2 separate regions of the Mus musculus genome follow, and region 1 is linked to region 2. Evidence: chromatin contacts called from public promoter capture Hi-C data. All regions are on one chromosome and are shown on one strand. Each heading gives the region's core, a stretch centred on a gene start, on an enhancer-like site or on the middle of the called end of the contact. The rest is flanking DNA. Distances are from core to core; before and after follow the strand shown. Region 1 holds the start of Alg1 (asparagine-linked glycosylation 1 (beta-1,4-mannosyltransferase)). Region 2 holds the start of Ppl (periplakin).

Region 1 (5,681 bases), core at 1,100-3,599, 100 kb before region 2:
GGTGGGAGTGAAACCTGGGTCCTCTGCAAGAACAGCAACCGAGCACTGAGCCACTGCTCCGGCAGCCTGCACACTCGTTTGTTTTTCCTATTACTGTATTTATTACCTGACAGTTTCATGACTGTGTATGTGTGATGCATTCTGATCACTCCCCACTCTCTTCCTTAGCTCCCTCCTCACCTGTCAGTCATCCCTCTGTACCGGTTTCCCCTCCAAGTGCTCCCTCCTGGTCTCATCTTTTTTTTTTCTTTAGTGACTGAGTTTAACTACAGTTGCTTATAATAACCTAAGTGAGAGGTTGTTTATTGAAGAATGGGCCATTTATTAGTGGATACACTGGAGAAGAAAAATAACCTCCACCCCCAACAACCATTAACTGCCAACAGCTCCTTAGCTAGGGACGGCTCCCCTGTGAATCCACCCCCCTCCCCCCGCCCATGCTACAGTGTTGGCAGCCTTGCCCCGGTCTTGTATAGCTGCAAGTTCACGAGTGCAGCAGCCCTCCCCATGTTTTTATAGGCTATGCACACAGAAGTATTAAATACATTTAATAATTTGTTCATTTTGTATGTGGGCTGGAAATCAAATCCAAGACCTCACTGAGCCACACCCACAACCCGATGTGTGCATGTTTAAAAGACCAGCAAGAGACCTGCTATGATAATGGTGATTCTCACAGAAGGAAAGAGCAGCTGGCACATACCTGGAGGAAGATGTAGGCTGCAGGGTCCATGCGCATCATCTTCCACAGCAAGTACACTGCCTGAAATACAACCTTGACTCCATACTGGAGAATTCGGGGCCCAGCTGCAAGTCAGAAAACATCTGTCTCTACAAAAGAGCTCTTGGCACTGAGAGTCCCTTCATCTTCCCAATACGCAACCATCCCTACCCCTAGTCAAGAACCTGGAGTTGACTGGTCCTACCTCCCAGGCCCCGCAGATCTGTCAACTTCACAATCCGAATCCTATCATTCTGCAAGAGTTCATCTCGAGGTTTGGAGTCTGCAAATGCAAATGAGCCCTTTCAGGTATCAGAAATAGCCAGTTACAGTCAGCTGGGTGTGTTCCTTCACATCTGTAATTCCAGTACTTGGAAGGATAAGGCAGGATAAAGTGTTCAAAGCCAGCATGTGCTACAAAGCATGCCCATCTCAAGTAAACAAGGTGGAAGGAAAATAACACCTATCAAAACCTCACAGGTCCCCAGTACCCAGAATAGAAAATGAGGTCACTTTGTGTTCTTCTATAGAATACCCTCGAAGGGCATTCATCATACCTACTTAATTTAACCTGATGACTGGCATGCAATAGGGACCCAATTTAACTGATAAAGAGTAGAACTCCTGGATGGCAGTCTGCCCTAGGATAGCACTCCACACGGGGACCAATAAGGGCTATTTCCACTTTCCCTTAGATAGAGCTGGGCCACCCCCAAGTTCGCAGATCCAATTTGAGGTGCCCAGCACGTGTTCGAGGATAGTTATGAATGTCCCCAACATGCTAGCAGATTTCATATGACTGTGTCAAAAGGTTGGATACCTGAGGGGCTACTAAAGTGCATGCCTTTAATCCCAACACTCTAAAGGCAGTAGCAAGTGGATCTCTGTGAGTTCAAGGACACTCTGGCCTACATAGTGAGATCCAAACCAGCTAGAGGCTGCATAGTAAGAGTGAACCCCTGAAAAATCATCCACGTGGACATGATGAGGGAGTGGACACCTCTGCCTACACCTTAGGGGACAAGAGAACCATCCACAGCAAGAAAAGCTCTGCGGCTGGACAAGGGATGTGAAGAAACATTCAGCCTGCCAACTCAGTGACAAAGGCAGCATGAGGAAGTGGTGACCAGCACTAAGGTCTCACACACCAGGGTTGCAGCCTGTCTGTGCACTACCTAAACAAAGCAAGTGACAGACACTTTTGCAACCGATCTATTTGTAGTCCTCACGTATGGTAAACGGCGACTGACGCCCGCTGCTCCCAGACACCAGAAAACAGCGGTCCAGACCAGAACAGGCAGGAGAGGAGCACAGCTGCTCCCGCCTCTGTCCCAAAACAGGGAGAGTCAAGGCTCCTGATTGAGCCTCCCTCTCAGGTCCCCGCCACTCACTGTAGAACCCCAGCAGCGTCACCGAAAAGCCGCTCTGGGCCAATGACAGCGCGTGGTACTGCATGCGGGGGCTGCGGCCCACGTCGCCCAGCACCACGACGACCATGTGCCGGGCCCTGCCCGTTTGCCGCCCACGCTTCCACAAGCCCAGCAGCAGCACCAGCAACAGCAGCGCCAGAACCAGCAGCGCCACGCAGGACGCTGCCATCTTGGCCGGCCGGCGCCGAGCACGTGACCGGGCCCGGAAGCCTCGCTATGCGCAAGCGCACACCCCAGACCCTGCCCAGGGGGAGGTGATTATGAAATCGCCTCTTTACGAAGGAGGAGGCGGAGCCTTGGATAAGGCGAGGTCTGGGAGAAAAGGAAAGAGAATTTGGAAGATGGGGGCGGGCTCTGAACGGGGGGGCGGGGCCTGGAAAGGGTAGGAGGCCTTTGAAGAGTTACTTAAGGAGCCCAAGAATGGACTTAGCCATGCCAAGTTCTCTGAAGTGTGTTTTCCCCTGTGAAAGTAAAGCTGTACCTTTATTGGAGTCTAAGAACTTCTTTTAAAGACCGCTAAGATAAATTTCAAACTATAATAATGATGATAATGATTACCTGCTGCTAGAGTACACTTCTCAGCTTCCCTTACGGACTGTGAAGTCATTTCTACCCCTATAGGAGGCCATATCTCATCTTCTGTGAGTATCTTAGCCATCTACACAAAAATGTACCCTCACCGTACATGAACTTGTCTCGGCTATGATCAGACCCAGCCTCTTTTATCTACTCTCTCAGTAGCTGCCTTTAATAATCTAACAAGAGAGATTAAATTTTAGATGAGAGGCTGATGAGTTTTCTTCAGGTAAAGGTGTTTGATGCTAAAGTAGGGTACCATCTCAGGAAGGAGAGAATCAACTCTCTACATCCTCTGACTTCCACGCTCCTGCTGTGACACACACAGCACCTCCCTTGTACACTAAATAAATAAAAACAATTTGGATGAATTTCCTAGTTTTGTTGAGGAAAGAGGCCATTCCCTGAGAAGTGAATGTATAAACAAGATCATGGCTACACATGGAAACCGATCTTTGTTGGTAGAAGGCAAGAGACCATAGGGCCTCTGGCTCTTTAGCAGAGGTGCCTTCCAGTGAGAAAATTTATTAAGCAAAATGTTTATCTCTTCATTTGTTAAGATGCATGCACATTGAATACAACAATTCAAATACAAAAGAGAGGAAGCAGGCATAGTATAGCCTGTAATTCTGGCACTGTGGAGGAGAAGCCAAGGTCATCCTCGACTCCATAGAGAGTTCAAGACCTGCCTGGGCAGCTTATGACAAGAACTCAAAAAAATAAGGGGCTGGATAAATGACTCAGCAGTTAAGAGCTCTTACTTGCAATCATGACAGGAGTTCAAATCCTGACACCCATGTAACAAGCTGGATGTCACCACAAAACCTATAATCTCAGCTGTGAGGGGCAGAAACAGAAAGCTCACTAAAGCTTGTTGGCTTTCAGCTTATAAGGAGAAAAAGGAGACTCAAGTTTAGGGAGAGACGAATAGACAATGGGTTATAGAGAAAGAAAGGAAGGGAAAGAAGGAAGGGAGGGAGGAAGGGAGGGAGGGAGGGAAGAAGGAAGGAAGGAAGGAAGGAAGGAAGGAAGGAAGGAAGGAAGGAAGGAAGGGAGAACTTTTTAAGTATGGGCAATAAAGGGAGAAAGAAAGAGATGCATAAGATAATGATAGTGGCATGAACTCTAGAGTTCCTGACTTTGCCAGCTAGAAAAGTACTGCTGTGTGGGGAGCTTTGGGGGCTGCATGGCAGGAATCTGACATTGGCCAAGGACAAGGAAATGGGCTTGGGGCAGGAATCTGACATTAGGCCATGACAAGGAAGTAAGTTCAGGCAGGAATTTTTTTTATTAGATATTTTCTTTATTTACATTTCAAATGCTATCCCGAAAGTTCCCTGTACCCTCCCCAGTCCTGCTCCCCTACCCACCCACTCCCACTTCTTGGCCCTGGTAGTCCCCTGTACTGGGGCATATAAAGTTTGCAAGACCAAAGGACCTCTCTTCCCAATGATGGCCGACTAGGCCATCTTCTGCTACATATGCAGCTAGAGACATAGCTCTGGGGTTACTGGTTAGTTCATATTGTTGCTCCACCTATCCGATTGCAGATCCCTTCAGCTCCTTGGGTACTTTCTCTAGCTCCTCCATTGGGGGCCCTGTGTTCCATCCAATAGATGACTGTGAGCATCCACTTCTGTATTTGCCAGGCACTGGCATAGCCTCACATGAGACAGCTATATCAGAATTCAGGCAGGAATCTTAATTTTAGGGTGGAACAAAAGAAGTAGGCTTCAGACAAGAATCTGATTTTGGGCTTGGACAAGGAAGTAGGCTCAGATATTTTGATCAAGCTGGCAAGCCCTTAGAAACAGTGATCCCTGGAATGATCAACCACGGGACTTTGCTTATTGCCTTGCTTTTTCCTTGACTATTTGTGCTTATTGTCCTTACTACTTGCATGTAATTAAAATAGTATAAAATCGGATTGGGAAAAAATAAACCTGCCTTAAGTCTCAGAATTGACTTGGGTCATGCTGCAGTATTGTCTAATCGTCTCTTTCTTTTCAATCCTCGCTCCTGCACTAGAGAACCTGTTGACTGACTGAGCAGGCTTGGTCACTGCTGTGAGAATTGTAGACTCTCACTTTATAATAAGAGCACTGGAGACTTGTGGGCCTGTGTACTGGAGGCTTTCCATGGAGATCTCTGGCCCAGCTGGGTGCGAGGGTTCAGGCAAAGGGGAGCAAGTGTGAGCAGGAAGGAGGAGTCTTCTCTGTCACCTCTGGTGCTGCAGCTGGCTCCACCTCTGTTGCATCTCAATTACTCCATGTCACCCAGCACTGAGCTGGGCCAGGCTGGGCCAATGAGAGGCCAACTAGCCAGCGGGGAGCTTCAGGTGGCTCTTCTGGAGAGCAGACCTCTTCCCAAGCGGCAGTGTTACAGCTCTTATGACTGAAGCTCTCAGACAATGGAGTAGTTCTCACACACCTTTATTCCTCCTGGATAGGATTCTTATATACAATTTTGGGGTGGGCCAGGGTCTGACAGCAGGTACTTCTCATAGGCTTGGTCTGAGAGCTTAGAGATACCTTATCTGCATGTGGGAGGGCTTGGTGCTGCTCCTGTGTGACTGATAGCCACAGACCTCTCTTGGGGGGGGGGGTAGCTACATGACAGGAGACAGGCGCCCTAAGGGGCATAGCCAAACGCCTGCCATTCCTTGCAGGAGACAGTCACCAGCTGGGTCATAGGGTTTTAAGCCTGAGCTCAACCAGGGACCAAGCTGCCTATCACAGCTCACCACCCCACAGAGACTTAAAAATAGCAAGAGCACAGTGGCTTATGGCTCTGCAAAACTGGACATACTCATCCAAGAATGGTGGCATGATGACTGAATAGGGAAAAAAGTTTTTATACTCCCAATAATGCAAGTCTGGTCCTCCCTCGGGTAGTTTGAGTAAGAATGACCCCCATAAGCTCATCTATTTGAATGCTCAGGCATCAGGAAGTGG
Region 2 (5,339 bases), core at 1,896-4,395:
CAGCTCTTTTAACTTTTGTTAAAGGTGACAGGGTCTTATTAAGTCACTTGGGCTAGCCTTGATAAGTCACTTGGGCTAGCCTTGAACTTACTCTGGCGCTAAGGTAGGCCTTGAAGTTTTAATCCTCCTGCCTCAGCCTCAACTGAAGTGACAGGTCTATGCTACCATTCCTGGATCTGTATGTAAGTAAGATTCCTCGAGCGATTGTGGAGCCATATAGGAGATGAGAGAGGGTCTAGCCCACAAGAGAATGGCCCTGGGCCTCCACCCTGGGAGAAGAAGGTTCCATCCTGGTCCTGTAAGCAGGGCCCTCTGTTCCCGGATTGAGAGAATGCTGTTCTTCCTGTTTCAAACTGGTTCAAAGTGAGGGAGCCTGGAGTGTACATTCCTCTCCAACTTCTGGGGAAATGTTGAGCACAGAGAGGGTGTGGGTGACCCTTGCAACAATGAAACAGAGCCCTCATTCCAGCTTTGGAAAGAAACAGGTATGGGAGGCCAAGGGTCACTGGTTGCTGGGCACTGCACAGCCCTGCAGGTGCCGCCTCAATGATGTTCAACCATCCTGGAACAAGTACCTACGCAATCCTCCTGCTGGCCTCCCCGCCCCCGCCACAGCAGAGGGGATGAGTCACTTGGCAGAAGACAGCTTGGCAGTGCCGAACTAACCCCATCTGGCCCCCCAGAGGGTGTACGAGTGAGGGCAGATCTCCCGCCCCATCCTGCCTGCCCACAGCTGTGTGTGGAACACATGTGCATACACACGTGCACATGTACCCATGCATGCACACACAGCTGCACCAGCCCTGGGCTGACTATCTTAGAACATGGAGTGAGAACGTGGATGAGGGCCAAGTGGAATTCCTGCCCTAATCTGTTAATTCCCTCCAACACTCCTGGCCGGGCCCAGCAGAGTCAGTGGGCACCAAGCCAGTTGCCCTGAGCCTGGGAGCGGATGCTACGGTAGGTAGAGATAGGGATGTCCAGAGTTCGGGCTTTACAGCTGGTGGCCACAGACCAGTCAGGCACTGTGGCTTTCAGAATATGGCTCCCTTCCCACAAGAAAAGGCCAAGATATCAAGTGCCTCCGAGCAAGGCAGCTGAGGGGCTTCACCTCACAGAGAGCACTTGGACCCTAAGATTCCATCAGTGTGGTTATCCTGCAATGCCCCGAGCTGACTGGCCTGGAGCTCCTGATCCAGGCCACTTCCCCAACACCACTTCACAGCCACCCTGGAGTTGCTGAGAGAAGGATCTGAGTGTTTGTGGTTTTAGAGCTGTCCCCAGCATCCAATGACATCCCTGTTGTCACTGAGCTCTGTCACAATGGGGCTGTGCTAGAGGCTCACTAGGAAGGATCTCATCCCTTGGTGATGACTCTGCCTTTTATATCCACTTCACAGATGGGAAAAACTGAGGCCAGAGAAGCAAAAGGACTCACTGTCCCCCACAGTTGAAAAGAGACCAAGTAAAGATCCGAACACCAGTCTATCCTGGCTACCCGCCCCACTTCCTCAGTGAAGAGTCTCATTCTTCCTCAGTGGGTCAAGGCTAACAGTTTCGCATGGATCCTTCCAGAAGCCTTCTATGTATACAAAGCATACTGTACAGGTATTCCTGCCCACCAACTCCCGGGCACTGAATATCTTTTCTTAACCTCCAAAGTTATTTACATTTATTTATTTATTTCCACTGCTCGGCCATTTACATTTTATAACATATATATATATATATATATATATATATGTGTGTGTGTGTGTGTGTGTGTGTGTGTGTGTGTGTGTGTGTGTGTGTGTGTGTGGTATGTGCATGTGTGTGTGTGGTGTGTGTGGTGTGTGCATGGTGTGTGCACATGAAAGTGGGCACCTGGGGAGCCCAGAGGAAGTCATTGAATCCCCTGGTGCTACATCTGCCTAACAGGTTCTGGGAACTAACAGGGCCCTCTCAAGAGCAGTGCGTTCTCTTAGCTACTGAGCCCCCCAGCCCTGAACACCAACCTCCTTATTCTAATCCTGTGGGACAGAGACTGGAGTCAGACAGCTGAGCTTGGATCCCCAGTCTCTTGACAGTGTGAGCAAGTCCCACAGTGACTGTCCCTTTCCATTCTCAAGATCTCATCTCCCCTACTTGAACTGTAAGCTCTTTGGCTGTCACCAGAGTCTCTGCAGCTCACCTCTCCCCATGAGCTCCCACCCACCCCCACCCCCACCCCAGGGTAGCACTGAGTTCTCTCAGCTGTCTCTCTTTCACTCTAGCTCTTACCCAGAGTGTTTTCCATTAGCCAACAAAACCAGGGCTGCGTCCCTTATGGCAGCTCATGAGTGTGAGATGTGGGTACAGATCTGAATGGGTAAAGCTCCACGTTTCCCACAGCCCCCAGCCCAGCCTCACTCCGGGACATGCGGGCAGGACTATGCAACATTGCTGTTTCTCAGCCAGAACTAGTTTCTATGATCCACCATTAAGTCTCTATCATACCAGGCCCGGGGTTATGAACGTTTCAAGGGATAGTTATGTCCTCCCCGGCTGTTTCCCTGCCTGTTGGAGTGCCACTGTGTGCCAAGCTCTTTGGTGAATTAGCTACAGGAATCTCCTATAGCCCTTCTGGATGTGGGTCGTCGTTAATCTTCTCTTGGCCAAGGAGGAAACTGAGGCAGTAAGTAAAACAACTCTCAGAGAAGTCCTAACTGACCATAGGTGGCCACAAGAATCCAATTCAGTAGCGTGCTATGGCTGTGGCCATCGCCAGTCCCGCTGAGTGTGATTTGTTGACATTGCAGGGAGCAGAGACCCCACTTCCACCTCGGGTCTCCCACACCTGTCTGAGGTTCCACCTGTGGCTCATCACAAGAGGAGTGTCATGGTGTTTTGGGATTGCCCAGGTAAACCCTTCAGCCAGAGGGCGCGCCAGGCTCTATGTGCACGATGGGCGCGGCCTAGCGCAGGTGGCCTAGTCGTCCAGGTTCTGGCGACAGGCTGCGCAGCCTCTGCAGTAACAGGCAACAGGGGCGGTGTCCGGCGGGGACCCAGGGAGCGCGTCCGAAGCCCCGCCTGCAAGGTAAGCGCCACCTTCCCGGGGTGCGGCAGGCAAGCAAGTGGCCGGCGATCGCCCCGCCCTGTTCCTGTAGTGACCCAGAGCCGCGGCCCTCCGCACACGGGGCTCTGCGCGCCGCTGCCGCTGCCGCCTCCGCCTCCGCCGCCTTCTTTCACCTGCGCCCGCCGCCCGCTTTCGGTGCGCGCCGGGTCCGTCGCCGCGTTCCAGGTCCCTCTGTCCCAAGCGCCACCATGCACTCGCTCTTCAGGAAGAGAAACAAAGGCAAATACAGCCCAACGGTGCAGACGCGGAGGTGAGGGGGCGTCCTGGGTTAGGATGAGGGAGACCTAGGGCTGAGCCAGGAGTGGGGATGCGTGGGCAGGCTGTGCGGAGGTTCCTCTATAACTGGAAAGTTCTGCCCTGCTGGGAAGGGGCACCAAGAGTGACAGGAGGGACTCTAGAGCCCCATGATGCGCTACTTTGGGGGCCTAGATGGTGGGGACTTGAGTAAGGAGTACAAGGTTGTCCTGAAGCTGGAATCTCGGTCATGAAACGTTGTGTTTCCACCCTGGGACTCGGAAAATAAGTTGTGTGTAGGGTGATCTCCTGCGGGAATTGTAGACCGTGCAGGTGCTGCTGCTGGCGTTGGGTTGTGAGATCTGGTGGCTCCGAGGGTGAGCCACCTGTCCCCGGCTGCACCTGCCTGCCAGCGCTGGAGCACTCGGAGGCCGGAGGCCGCGGTGGGTCCTGGGGCCCCGGGGGACATGCTAAGGCAATCTCAGGCTCTCTAGACTCCCGCTCGGCCCGGCTGGGTGGGGACAGACCAATTTTTCACTGCGTGATTTCTCAGGGGTGTGGCTCCTGGCGCTTCCCCACCCCCCTATCCCCGAAACTGGCCGCGTCTGCGATCTCTGAGTTCTCAGGGCCGCCTGAGAAGCGAATGACATGTCTTGATGTGTCTGGATGGAGAGACAGCCCACGTCGGTTTTGATAAGCCTAATGTATTCATTCGGTTAATAACCGGTTTGGGGGAGACTGGTAATGTTGCTGAGATTGAGGGAGGGGTGGAATTCGTTCCTCTGCCTTGGCATCCCTCTAGAGGAAGTGGGGGTGGTCCCTCCAAATAACTTTAGGCAGATGAGAAGTGGCAAGCACTCACCTGGCTCAGCACCTAGCTGGGCTCCTTCACTGGCCCATGAACAGTTCCTCCCCACTCCCCAGATTCCAGATGGAGGCAAGACAAGAGATTCTGGCCCCGGAGCTTTCCCACTGACTGTTGTTCTGCCTTTCAACCCAGACCCACCTACTGAGACGGGTGCCCTGGGCACTGCAGCCTGGAGTGTGGCCTGGGTATTCTTATGTTTTCTGAAAGTCTGCTTTCCTGTAGTCCCGCTGACAGGGCTGTTTGATGCTCAGCGTAGTTTCTTCCCTTGTTCTACGGTCCCCTCCCCTCTCGTTTCTTCTCCTCATCAACTCTGTCTTTCAGTCTTTCACAACCCCAGAGGCTGGGCAGGGCCCTTCGTACTGTTCCTCTGTGGCTGATCCAGCTGGCTGTCAGAGCCAGTTGGGGTCCTATCCAGTCCTTGGGCTGCTCTCTTGAGTATTGCACAATCGGACACACTCTGTGCCAGCCCCACAAGGGGTCAGGCCCCTGTAGTCCTCACCAGGAGGAGAGTCACACATCCCAGGAGCTGGGCCAAGTCCCACCCCTACACTGCAGCCCTCCAGCCTGGAGTGCCTGGGCTTGGACCTAACAGCAAAGGCATGGCAGCCCAGAAGGGAAGGGAAGAAGGATCTCCATCCTTCTCAGCCACAGGGACTCTGAGAACCTGCTGGTTAGGTACCAGAGTCCTACCTGCCTCCTGGCTTTAGTCCTTGGCTGGCAGCTTTTGACAGCTTTGGCCATGCGCCTCTTGTGGTCACCCAGCCCTGAGACTAGACACTTTTCTTCATGGTTTCCTAGCTCAGGGTACCCACTGTCCCCATGCCCTGGCTAGTGCTTCTCTCTCTCTCCCTCTCTCTCTCTCTCTCTCTCTCTCTCTCTCTCTCTCTCTCTCTCTCTCTCTCTCTGTCTCTGGACAGGCTTTTTGCTGTGTAGCTCAGGTTTGCCTTGAAACCACTGTATAACTCAGCCTAGCCTTACACTCCATCCTCCTGCCTCAGTCTCACAGAGCTGGGGATTACAAGAAACTCGGCAGTACTGGCTCGTGCCCAGCCAGCCTTGTAGCAAGCACAGTGTGTGTGTGTGTGTGTGTGTGTGTGTGTGTGTGTGTGTGTGTGTGTGTGTGTGTGTGTGTTCTTACTGTTC

What was found. Capture Hi-C pulls out chosen DNA fragments and counts their contacts.
Region 1: a promoter capture Hi-C map of adipose tissue shows a contact between it and region 2. The contact joins the promoter of Alg1 here to the promoter of Ppl in region 2. A contact is called at or near these places in 1 of 484 Hi-C or Micro-C datasets (embryonic stem cells), 1 of 115 datasets of contacts at active chromatin or transcription factors (pancreatic cancer cells) and 3 of 9 other capture datasets (adipose tissue, liver and pancreatic islet).

The regions. Positions count from the first base shown.
Region 1 is chr16:5,230,289-5,235,969 of GRCm38.p6, reverse strand. It overlaps Alg1 (asparagine-linked glycosylation 1 (beta-1,4-mannosyltransferase)), which reads right to left and starts at 2,349. Exons shown (of 13, transcript NM_145362.2): 1 at 2,113-2,349; 2 at 927-1,004; 3 at 704-807. The coding sequence starts at 2,320.
Region 2 is chr16:5,130,287-5,135,625 of GRCm38.p6, reverse strand. Ppl (periplakin) reads left to right here and starts at 3,145. Exons shown (of 22, transcript NM_008909.2): 1 at 3,145-3,344. The coding sequence starts at 3,283.